Regions from separate parts of the Gossypium hirsutum genome. Here region 2 is linked to region 1. A link is a contact called in public Hi-C data. All regions are on one chromosome and are shown on one strand. Each heading gives the region's core, a stretch centred on a gene start, on an enhancer-like site or on the middle of the called end of the contact. The rest is flanking DNA. Distances are from core to core; before and after follow the strand shown.

The links. Hi-C and Micro-C count contacts between places; a contact is called where the count stands out from the background.
Region 2: a Hi-C map of hypocotyl shows a contact between it and region 1, with 2.1 times the contacts expected there. The contact joins two enhancer-like sites. A contact is called at or near these places in 2 of 34 Hi-C or Micro-C datasets (hypocotyl and leaf).

Annotation. Positions count from the first base shown.
Region 1 is chrD06:48,652,277-48,658,810 of Gossypium_hirsutum_v2.1, reverse strand. No RefSeq gene overlaps it. Among protein-coding and RNA genes, the nearest start is that of LOC121218529, 19 kb to the right of the region's middle. Within about 2 kb of position 4,065, at least 1 of the 9 cell types and tissues checked has an H3K27ac peak or open chromatin away from gene starts, as enhancers often do. A contact at or near this core is called in hypocotyl, where this site is marked.
Region 2 is chrD06:48,848,087-48,854,620 of Gossypium_hirsutum_v2.1, reverse strand. No RefSeq gene overlaps it. Among protein-coding and RNA genes, the nearest start is that of LOC107900644, 12 kb to the right of the region's middle. Within about 2 kb of position 3,695, at least 3 of the 9 cell types and tissues checked have an H3K27ac peak or open chromatin away from gene starts, as enhancers often do. A contact at or near this core is called in hypocotyl, where this site is marked.

The sequences.
Region 1 (6,534 bases), core at 2,816-5,315:
TGTCCTAGGGCCTCAATGGCCAAAAATACAATACATATGGGTGAGTACTCACAATCCTATGACATGCCAACTATATCCAACGGTTTCAAGAGATCGCAATGCCAAAATATCCACATTTACACATTTTTAATTATTGATTTAATGCACATCATTTCTGTTCATATTCATCAATTTATATCACAACTTGTACACAATGCATGCTTATCGGGTTCACATTTAATTGCACTTTAAATGCCACAATAATACTCATTGAGCCTTCACATATCCGACCACATATGTGTGCATTAAAATTAGTACATCATATATCACATACAAGTATTCTCACATATTACCTGTCATAATAATATCACATTCCACAATTCAACACATATATACTTACCGAAATTCTGCTCACTTCTGCTGCATATTTGCATTATTAGCATAACATTATCACTGTCATTTGGTATGTATATCATGCCCATAACACAACTCAATTCACAATAGTCATCACACATGTTTCATATCACATTATCGCATCATAATAATCAATCCACAATTATTCACAAAATCACATAATTTGCCAAAATAAAACAAGGGAAATAGAAAGTTTACACTCGGAACTTAGGATAGGGGTTTAGACTATTCCTAAACACCCAATTAACACTATGAATCATGTCTACAAGTAGCGATTCCAAACACTCACTGATCACGCTTTCGCTTAATTGTCGAAAGCTTAAACTAGATTTTTCGTGCATTTTGCCTTGGTCACAGAAGGCTCCAATGGTTTCGATGCTTCACATAAAAACCACACAATATACACAATAAACAACCAGCCAAAGACTCACTTCAAACAATCAAAACACAAGCCTAAGCTAAATTTTCATGTAATCGAAACCTTCGACATAACAAACTTGAATTTCTATTATCTCGGTCCATACTTAATCTTTTTGCTTAAAACTGATTCCGTTCATCTAATTATTTTCCTACGACTAATTCTCAACCTTTAAACTAGTCAAAACTACCCAATTCATGGTATCGAAATTTTTGACATGTTTATGGAAAATTTCATGAAAAATCATTAAAAAATTGAAAATCTTCAACGAGAATTTAAAGCAAGTTTAGAAAACTTCTAATCATGTCAAAACTAATTGAAAAACACTTTGAAACTACGTTTTTACCCAAAATACTAAAATTCACCGTTAACGACCCAATTTTCAACTTTTATTTAAAACATACAATTTATTGGCTAAAAACTCAATTTAAATGATCAAATAACATCAAAAACTAATAAGAAATCGAATCGTTACCTTGGTTGACGAAAAACTGGACATTTAATCAAAAACCCGAAAAACCCAAAAATTTAACAATGGAGAAATCTATGACGTTCTTGGATGTTTCTCTTGAAATACTATGGATATTTATGGCTTGGGGAATGATAGAAATTTAAGTAATTAAGTTTGGGAGTCAAAATTGAATGAGAGGAGCTATGGAATGCACTAGATGACAAAAGAAAAATATGGAGAAGAGACTAACATGGGTTTTATAAGGATGAAGGGGAAAATAGGGTGAAAATTAATATTTGGTTTAATTTCCTTTTAAGAACTCATAATTTAGACCCTTTTATTAATCAATCCTTATTTCAAAATTGAAGGTCTTTTAAACATTATTTTCAAAAATTGTTTCAATTTTCAAAAAGCCATAGATGAAAACAATTTCGGGTTACCACAGTTCAAAATTTCCAAACCCATTCCAAGCCAAAATTCCTAATTTACCTTAAAACTTTTAGGCCCACTTTTGGGGTGTGACAACGTAATTAAGTAAATAGGTTATCTTTAAATAGGCATTATAAGCTTGAAAAACTTCAAGTAGTGTGAACGTGATCTTTTTGAATTGTGATTTAGTAATACTCCTATATGGCATCAAATAAGAAGAGGTTTTGAGGGATTTAACATCTATAGCAACTATATTTCTTCATCCACAATCATATATAAAGTCTTTAAATAGAGTCCTTACTTGACTGATTTTCTGATCCTATCCATAAAAGAGTTATTGCTCGCCCTAATTAAACCAATTAGTTATGAAAGTAAACTACAAAATTAATCATTAATAAGTAAACTATAAAATTAATCTTTAATTCAATAATAAAAATATCATTAGTAATAGAAAAAAAAACATAGTATTCAAACCATAGCAATCCATGTATTAAATATCACAACATTAATATCTATACTTAAGTAGAGGGCAAATAAAGTTCACCAACCAAAAAAATCATCATAACTCTAAATACCATAAGCAATAAAGCAATCATAGTAGTAGTAGTTCCTTGACTCCTATCTTATTTTTTGTTAAAGGACTTCTCTTTCCTGCATTAAGTCCTTTTCTTGTAACATGATTTGGGATGCAAGGGAAGCAATAACATATGCCTCTTGTTCTAGGCTTATACATCCTTATACAATAGAGCAGCCACACATTTGTTAGCACACATGCCTTGTTTTGATGGAAACCAGATCATGGTTATAATTGTTTGAAGGGTGGCATCATTTGGTTCCAATTTAGAATTCATGAAGTCTTAACCTTCAAGTCATGTGGTCCTGACGTTGTTAGTTGTGCAGTAAGATTAATAGTTTAGAACAAATTATCATCATTATCTTCTCTTCTATGGGGTAAGAATTATTGATGTCAATGGGGTTGAAGGAGAAGTAATGCTCATGCACATAGGCCTTTATATAGTGCTCATCATCATTATCAGTTATTGTCTTCTAAAAATTAGCATAGAACTCGAGTACCATGTTCTTGACATGTGGAATTCTGCATAGATGAGGAAAGAAGTATAACACTAGAGTTTTCAAACCTTTTCAAGGCTTTAACTACATCATTCTCATATTTGAATGACTTGTACATGTTCCCCTTAAAGCCAATAACTAGCGATGCACACTCCTTCCATGAGTGGTAGATGCTAGGTTTCTTCCCCCGGAAAATAACATAGAGCTTCTCCCTCTTTTTCTTTTGTAGATTCATTCTTGAATATCTGTAAAGGATGATGGAGACTTGAATTTTCCGGAGAGAGAAAGAACGAAAGAAGAAGATGGTAAAATGAAGAGGTTGAGCCTCTTGAAAAGGAAAAGTAAGAAACAATTACATGGATGATGGTAAACAATAATAAATGGAGCGGGGAAAATAAGATTATCGGCGAGAGAGATGAGGCAATTGAAAGATAAAGATAAGAGAGAATTGGGGTTGGTAATACAATCTCAATACATTCATTTTTAGACTAGAGTGAATCGTATTTTATTTTTAATTTCAAACTATTACAAGGGTATATCAAAGAATTCACTGCCCAAAAATCTCATTCTAAACATCTTCCTTGTAAATAATTATTCAATCATGTATTCATTTCCTATTTTATTTATTAACTTTCCCATTAATGAATTGATTGTGAGTTAAACTATTATGTTTTAATAATTTTTTTCCTTCTTCTCTTTTCGTGATTGGGCAGTGCTTGGTGGACTTAAACAATTAAATATTTAGAACTCGTTATAGTTTTCTATTTAAATTTTCATCTAGCTCTTAAATTTATATTTTTTGTTAAATCATTTTAAAATAGATGAAAAATATTTTGAACTTTTTTAACGTGGCATGCAAGTGGATTGCCACATAGATGACATGTCATCATTTAATTAATTTTTTTTAAAATTTAAAATTTTAAAATTATTAAAAATATATATTTTAAAATTAAAAATAATAATTAAATGATAACATGTCGTATACGTGACAATTTACCAAGTTTGAGGGTTGAAAAGACAATTAATTATTTTGATAAAATTAGAGGCGTATTTATAAGGGAGGGAAAGTGTTGCATTGTAATTTAATGTTGGAAAAAGACCACTTCATTCTTGTTTCAAACACAAGATGCTACGAAGAGAGTCTTAATAAAAACATCAGATAGTGCTGCAAATTACAAACATATTATGAACAATTCCAACCCCAATTATTAAAACCGATGAAATGCTTCAACAGTCAACACCATATAAGGTGTTAAATCCCTCTCACATAGGATAAAGGCCCAAGGATCCAAATGCTCACATACATCTATTGTCAAGTCGCCTTGTAAAGGCAGCACATGTAAAAGCAACGAGCCTTTCAACTACTTGCCACATAAAATTAATGGGCACCCAAACCAACAATAGATCTCCACTAACAACCCAGAAACATTTTGGATTTACTATTGTCAACACTCTAGCCTAATGCAGAGAATTTTATTTATTTATTTTTGAAAATCCCAAAAATCGATCTCAATTTTGGTGTTTTACATGATTTTCATTCACAAATTACAAAATCAATTGAATTTTATTTTTTTATTAATTTGTAATTAATTTAAATTTTATATAAGGTAAAAATAGATATTTTATATTTAAAATAATTTAAAAAATAATATATACTTTTTTTAAAAGTTATTGATTATTTTTTACTTAATTAATTAGTTTTTTTAAAAATATTTATGAAAAGAAATTAAAATTTTGTCAAATAATGTTCAAAAGCTATAAAAGAAAGCTCATTTTGTCAAATAAAATCCAAAAATTCAAACCCAAAATAATATGAAAATATCAAGAATTGAATCAAACCGTATTATCACATATGACTTAAAAAATCCTAGAAAAAGAAAAAACTGAATCAAGCCACACACAACCATGCTCTTGCCAAACTATTCTTGCTTCGCCTTATATAAAAGTTATTAGCATATTGTTTTATTTTTTATATTAATACATATGGGTATTTCTGTATTTTAATGTGTTTGTTAAAATATTTGAAGTTGTTGCAATGTGTTAAGGGAAGTACCCACTTCCTTTACCATTATGACAAAATAATAACTTGCAATATTTGGAATATTGACAGTTTATTGAACCAGATTTTTGAGTTGTGCTGATATCGTGGAATGATTCAAGCTGATCAATGAAGTTTAATTCATGTGAAGAAACATATTTGAAGGATTGAATTGTATATGTCGAATCCTTTGGATGAAGGAAGTTGGACTGGACCGAAACTTGAAGACTTATTTGCGAATGGTCCATTTTACTTTGGTTATTGAGTATTATATTATATTTAGCTAATATAACTACTGTTTAGAAGGGATTGTAATTGATTTTCATTATGTTTTCAAGTCTAGAAAACTTTATATAATTGAGAGACTTGTATAGGTTATGAAAGTGATTGATTGAGAGCACTTATCTATTTAAGTAAGGTTTTGGTATTTGTGAAAGCACATATATATATATTGTAAAACCTATTTGTGATTGGTTTTACAACCTAAGTTTTTAGTGGAATAATTTAGTGGTGAGAGATCTAGTCTTTGAGATACAAAAGTAAAGATTTTTCATTAAGTTGTGTTAGAACTAGGATCACTTGTATTTGCTTCAAAGATAGTGGATTCATCTCATTGAGCTAGACTTTACAGATATAGGAAAACTAAACTGCATAAACAACTTTACTGTCTCTTGTTTTCATTGTTTTTGTCATAATTTTTGCAGAAATACCCACTTCTACAGACACTTCTTGTAACGCCTCGAAAATTTGAATTTCTAATTTGTTAAAGTCTATCATAATTAAGTGTGTGCTTTAGTGGATAAGGGCCTTAAATGTGTGCTTGAGGTCATGGGTTCAAAATTTTTTTTTTGGAAAAATTAAGTTATTGTTTCTCTTAACTCTATCCTTGTTTATTTGGCTTAAAATTATTTTCGTTGAACTTGTGACATATGAGCTTGTTGGTTTAGTGGTAAGGTGTTAGTTTATCGTATGGTCATGTGTTCGAAAATTGATAATATTTTTTTGTTATTTTTGCTTGGGTCACCTAGGTGGATGAGTTTGGATCAATTTCAAACTTTGGATAATGCGTTAGTTACCAGAAATTTGATTAGTGGTTAGTAGGATTAGATTTGGGTTGTTTTAAAATTAATTAGATTTTCCCCTAACTTCTCCCTAAATTTTTGCTCCCACATCTCTCTACTCCTGCCATTTTTTTTTTCTTTTTTTTTTCTGTTTTCTCTCAAGTCATGCTCATCTTTTCTTTTAAGCTTTTCCTTTCTTTCCTTTCTTTATGCTCATTTACGATGGGGTCTTAGTTTATTGATTATCCTCTCGTTGTTGTCGCTGCTTGTTCTTGAGGGTAAGTGACCGTATTCATCGCTGTTTGAGGTTGAGTTCTCTGTATTGAAGTTTGATTGACATTGTTGGGTCATGATTTAGCACTCAAGTTTTGTAAAATTAAGTTAATTAATTCATATGAATGGTCGTTTTAGGTACTAAAGTATTCGTCCTTGGGTCCACATCGAAAATGACTAGGTGCGTAACGAAAACCTGAAAACTCGCGAATGGTTGAAAGCCAAAAAATAGACTATCTATGCCACACGGTCGTGTGCCAAGCTGTGTGCAACACATAACAGCATGACAAACCGTGTGCTAGATCGTCTCGATCAATTGGGCCGTGTGGGTCATATGGGCGTGGGTGACGTGTAGTCCATACGGGTTGGCCAAGTAGGTCGTGTCGGCCACACGGGCATG
Region 2 (6,534 bases), core at 2,446-4,945, 200 kb before region 1:
AAATCATGATCTCTTTGTCAACATTGTTGTTAGAATTGTTGATATGACCATTATTAAAAAAAATGTAAAATAATTTTTTTAGACCTCAATATTTATATATATATTTGTAAATTTGATCCTTACTCTTTAAAAGTACATAAGCAAATACAAAAACATATTTTTTTTAAAAATAAAAGTATTTTTTTCCATATTATCAATAAAAATTGTGAAAAACTACAAACTCTTAAAAATAAAAATAAAAATCATTTAAAAATTATTTTAAATAATTTTAAATAATTTTAAAATTGAAAAATATAAAAATTTCCAAAAATTCAAGCAATAATTTTTGGAACCACCAGTAGTTGAATTCTTCAAACCACTAGTTCCTAGTTTGACCTATTCAAAGCAAAAAATATTAAAACTTCAAAAAAGTAAAAAATAAAAAATAAAATCGGTTCAATCAGTTTTTAGCCCGATTCAACCAGTTTGTATCTGTTTGTAAGTCAACCGTTTTTTACTTGTTGCTGGATGATACCTCAACCGATTCTTGGTCCAACTGGCCGTCTGGTTTGGTTAAGACAATATTGAATTTTGGATTCTTTTTTAATTTTTTAAATTATTTTTTGAAAATAATATTTATTTTTTTTACTTTTTGAATTTAAAGAGTTTTATTTTTTTCATAATTTTTGAAAATTCTTAAAAATTATATTTTTAATTTTTAATTTTATTTAAGATGTGAAAAAAATTAATTTTTAAAATTTTTATGCAGTTTTAAAGAATAAAGACTAATTTAACAAAAATTGTAAACATTAAGGGCTAAAAATGTTAATTTACCATTTTTAATTACTACATCAATAACCTTAATACTAAAATTAGACGAAGGGACCAAGATTTTTAAATAAAAAAGTAAAATGACTAAATGTCTCAAAATTAAAGTATAAGGACTAAATTTAAATTTCAAAAGAGTACAGGGATCTCTACCCTATTTAAACCTATTTTTCATAGTGTATAAGATTATTTTGAAATATTTTTTTTGATTTAATAATAAAATGTTTATAATTTTTTAATATTTAGTTAAGTAAAACAAAATTGAATAAAAAAAGAGTAGCAAAAAAAAGTTAATTAAATATTATTGTAGCAATGAAAAAACTATGCTTGGGCTAAAAAAACCTAGTTAACTTCGTTAATAAAGTAAATATACTTAATAAATAAGAAATGTTAGGGAATAAGAATTATAATAAATTATATAAATGGTTATCCAACTATGCTAGGATTTTTATTTTAATTGCTCAGCTTTAAATTTTTTAATTTAGACATTAACCTTTTGATTTGTTCTTGTTTTGGTCACTATTGTTAAATTGATAACGGGAAGCCTTTTTTTTAATTAGTATAATAACACATTTAGTTCTCAATTCTTACATATTCTATTAATTTGATCATAATTCTAAATTATTCAATAAATTGCAAATTCAATTAATTTGATCCTCAAACTTCCTAACCAAAGCTTTCAACTTATAAAACAGAGACATTCCACATCTATTAATTGTTTTATTTATGGTTGAAATTATCCAATTTGATACATAACTTTTTTTGTTTATATTTTTAAGAAGTTGGAGTTAGAAATTAACTAAACGCCATTAAAAATAATAGAAAATAAAAATTCTAAAAATATAGTATATAATAAAATTACATAAATAATTTAATATTTGTAAATTATAATTTCAACCTGACTAGCATAACTTAAGTTTTTAATTAATTTGTAAATGATTTGACACTAAATCAAATTATTAGTGATACATATTGCTTATTGTGAATTTAAAAATTAGAGAAAAATAGAACACGTAATAATCTCTTAATTCTTTCACACTTTTTTCTTATAAAAATGTAAAGTTTATAACTTTTTTCTCATATAATTATTGATTGAACAATTGAAGTTTTTAAAGCTATATTTTTTAACTTTGGATTTAATTTCCAAATTTAAGAACCAACCTCGAGGACTATTTCTATGTGCCTTGAAGGAAATATCATACTATTAACAACAAGAGTAAATCTAAAGTGTTTCTCTTTTCTTTTTTTTTCTTTTTTTTTTTAGGTTTTTCCATTTTCTTTAGCAAAAATTTTATCAACCAAAGGGTTATAAAATATTATATTTAGAAGAAAAATGATAAAAAAAGGGAAATTAATTAAAGTTTTAAGATAAACTCATTGATATCAGGAGTTGGCTTGGAATATGACTTGTTAGTTGAGAGAAGTTTTTTTTTTCTTGTTTGGGTTTTACAAATTTATAGATGTGGAATGCCTTTCTTTTAAGAGTTCAAAGCTATGGTCTGTAAGATTGAGGATCAAATTGATAGAATTTGTAAATGTGAAGGGTTGAATTTATTAAATTATTTAGAATTAGGATCAAATTGATAGAATATGTAAGTACTGAGGACTAAATGTGTTATTATATCAATTAGAAAAAGACTTTCCGTTCTCAATGTAACGATTGGTGACCAAAATAGGAACAAATGCAAATATTAGTACTTAAATTGAAAATATTTAAAAGTGGATAACCAAAACAAGAACGCGAGCATAATTGAGTGACTATTTATATAGTTTACCCTAAAGTTTATTAGGATGAAGTAGAAAACTAGAATTTAACATTTAGAATTAAGTAGGGGCAATCAACGAGGGTTTGTAGTTTTATCTATAGGTGAATCTATGGAGGGTAGGTAGTCTCCCTTAATATAGAAAGTTGTAATTCAATATCGATAAAATTTTAAGTTAATATATAATAACATTACAATTTCATCTTTTAAAAAATGAAAAAAATTGTTTAATCTTTTCAAAAAAATATTATATTTTAACCTCTTAAAAATTTATAATTCAATTTTAATCCTTATTTTATCCATAAAAGTTAGTCAATTATGCATCAAAATATCAAATCACATTAAATATGATTAGTAAGGTTAATGTGGTGTTAATTTAAGTTGATTTTATGAGATGGCAATTAACAAATATATACAACCTTTCTCATATCTCTAGGCTTCACATAAAAAGAAAAAGGAATAATAATTTGATAAAAAGAAAATCACTTGTTTCCCGTATCCATAGGGAAATGATTAAAATAAAGATGTGGGGTTATTAGTGAATATAAAAAGGTTTCTGCTGCTACTAAAATGAAGAGAAGATGAAGGATTAGATATCAAATATCCCTATTCTTATTCTAAAATGCAAATATGCAATCCATAGTTTTACCCCAAACTAAGGGAGTGTAGACTACAGCATTGCCCTAGACACATGATAATTGATAAGCATGGATGCCAGGTGTCTACAAATAACTAAAATATGCTGATTCTTTAAAAATATCACTTCCCTGTTTATCAAAATTTATAAATATTAATCAAATTAAGATTAAGGAATGAGAGATGGAATTTGTAGTTATTTTTAACTTATATTGTGTCATTATAAGTTGTCAAGAGGAGAGTTGGCAGGATACTAATTGTCTGTCAAGTTGAATGAAGCACAATCAGAATCACGAGCACATCTTGATATTCGCAATTCACTAAAGAATTGTAGGTGCAAAAAGTTTAATTTCTTTAGGGAGAAACAATCATATTTTCCACACAAATTTCCATCCTAAAATTGGGTTTCCCATTTATTAACCTAGGAGTGTGGGCTCAAGTGGAGAAGTAGACATAACTTGGGCGAGACTATACATTAGACATAGTCAGTGAGTTCGAAACACTAATTGGGCTAGTTGGATCCAGACAAGACAATGAATTTGGTTTTTTTTTATTGGTGTTGGTGTGCTTAAATTAGTGAACTATGAATTTGTGGGTTGCTGTCTTAGGAGTTAAAAGAGTTTGGACCCTTAACTTTAAATCTTGTGGGGAAATAGACAAGATTTGATCTAATTTAGGATATTTTAAATTTATACAAGCTTTAACAAGTTAATAACGAAGGCAATTGTGCGAAGCCTTTACAATCATTTACTCCAATTAATTGGCAGCTACTAGAGTAGGGATAGTCGAAGCTGAATACAGATGAATCTTCAATAGGCACATGAAGAGATGGATCAAGTGCATTTATGAAAGCTTTAACGGTGCAAAAAAAAAACCCTCAAATTTTTTTTTTCTAAAAAAAGTAATTAAGCTCCTTTTCTTTTGCACTTAATTGGGTACTTGAACTCTTAAAATGTATCAAAAAGACTTTCAAACTTAAAAAAAAAACCAATTAAGCCCCTATTTTTATTAAAAATTATAAAAAAAATTATAAAAAATAAAATCAATAAAAGCTATAAATTTTAATAAATTTTAATAAAAAAATTAAATATTAAAATTTATTAAAAATTAGAAAAAAATATAAAAATCGTAAAAAATATAAAAATGGTAAAATTTTATAAAAATCGTAAAAAAATATATAAAATATATAGAAACATAAAAAAATATAAAAGTTTATAAAATAGTAAGAAAATTATACAAAATGTAAAGAAATATAAATTTCGAAAAAAAATTATAAAAATTATGCACCAAAGAAGCATTTTATAATATTTTCTAAAACTTTTATTGATTTTAATTCTTTTATCATTTTTCACCACATGTCACACTGTATTGCGACACGTGATGACTTTAATTGAAAAAAATAAGGGTCATTAATTTTTTATGATTTTTATAAAAATTTAAAATTTATTTATGATTTTATAAAAAATATTTTAATAAATTTTTTATATTTTATATTTTTATTAAAATTTAATAAATTTTCTAAAATTTATTATTTTTATAATTATTTTTTCTAATTTTTAATAAGAGTAGAGGCTTAATTGCTTTTTTGAAAAATTTTAAGGATCTTTTTCATGCATTTTGAAAGTTCAAGTACCCAATTGAGTGAAAAAAAAATAGGGGTTTAATTGGTTTCTTTGAAGAAGTTTGAGGGCATTTATACATTTTGAAAGTTCAAGTGCTTAATTGAGTGCAAAAAAAAAAAGAGGAGGGATTTGTTGTTTTTTAAAAAAAAGTTTAAGGATTTTTTAAACTCTTGAGCCTTTATAAAAGACCAACACGGAAACTGGATCGTAGGATCCTACTGCCACATCCCTTGTACTACAAGTGTAGACATAGAATTATGGACTCTTCATAATGGACTATGTTGACACTATTTTTTTGACAAAACGGGGTCGACTTGGATTTTAAAAATGAAAACGAATATGGAGTCGCCACCAATCCTTTTTGATAAGGTGTGATCGGGCCACCTCGAAAAGTGGTTATTTTAATAAACAATTTGATTTTATTAAAACAACGATTTTGGTCCACGAAATTCAAAAAACGAGTTCGGGAGTCAATTACGTATGAGGAAGGATTAGCACCCTCGTAGCGCCCAAAATTGGTACCTAGTTGATTAATTAATGTCTTAGTGTCGAAGATTGAAAATTTTGAAGAATTTTAAAAATACGATCCTTTATTGAAATGTTGAAAATTTTTGAGAAAATGGCATATTTTACATTAATCGAGAAAGAGAATTATATCCAGTAAGTTAGGACACAAGTCTTGAATTCTCGATGCGCGAATGAATGCCGAAAATTTACTTATTTAAAAGATATTTAGCTATCTCGGATTTAAAAAGGGATCATGCCCAGTAAGTTAGGACACGATCTTTTCTTAATTCCCGAGATCATTTAAAACTTGAGTTTGAAAAGATCCGTGTATTTAGATTTATTGTGAAAATCGAAACCCAGTAAGTTAGGGTACAACCTTCTCGAATCTAAACATACGAAATGTCATTTATTTAGAATAAATTTTGACATACTGAGTAAAATGAAACACGATGTCGTGATAAAAAGAATGCAAAAACGAATGACATTGTTGATATACATAGCAAAACAATAATGAATACGATGGTGTAAAGATAACACAAGCAACAACAACAAAAATAAGATAAATAAAAAGTACAAATCCATAACATACAAAACAAATATATAAGCAAATAAAGTCAAAGCATTCTTTTAAAATAATAACGAAAATAAATAAATAAATAAAATGAATAAAATTATAAAAATGTAAAAAGATATATATATATATATATATGTATGTGTGCATAAAATTATGAAAATATGAAAAAATTTATGTACATAAAAATATATGTAAGTATGTATGTATATATGTATATAAAGATATGAAAAAAAAATAAAGGTAGGTATATATGTATATTTATAAAAATTAAAAAACGTATGTAGATATATATATTATGTGCATGTATGCATTAGAAAATATATAAAAATATATGTACACATGAATTATAAACTATAGAAAATAAATAAGAAAAATATAGATTTTAAAATATAAAGAGTATGTATAAGTATATATATATAAATTTAAAATGCGCATATAAATACATACATGTATATAAATTATAAAATATATAAAAAAAATATAAGCGTGTATATGTATGTAAATATTAAATATGTATATATGTGTGTCTATATATATAGAAGCAATTATATAATAATAATATAATAAGATACATATATTTAAAATTTACATAGTAAGTATAAACAAAAATATGATGATAATAAAA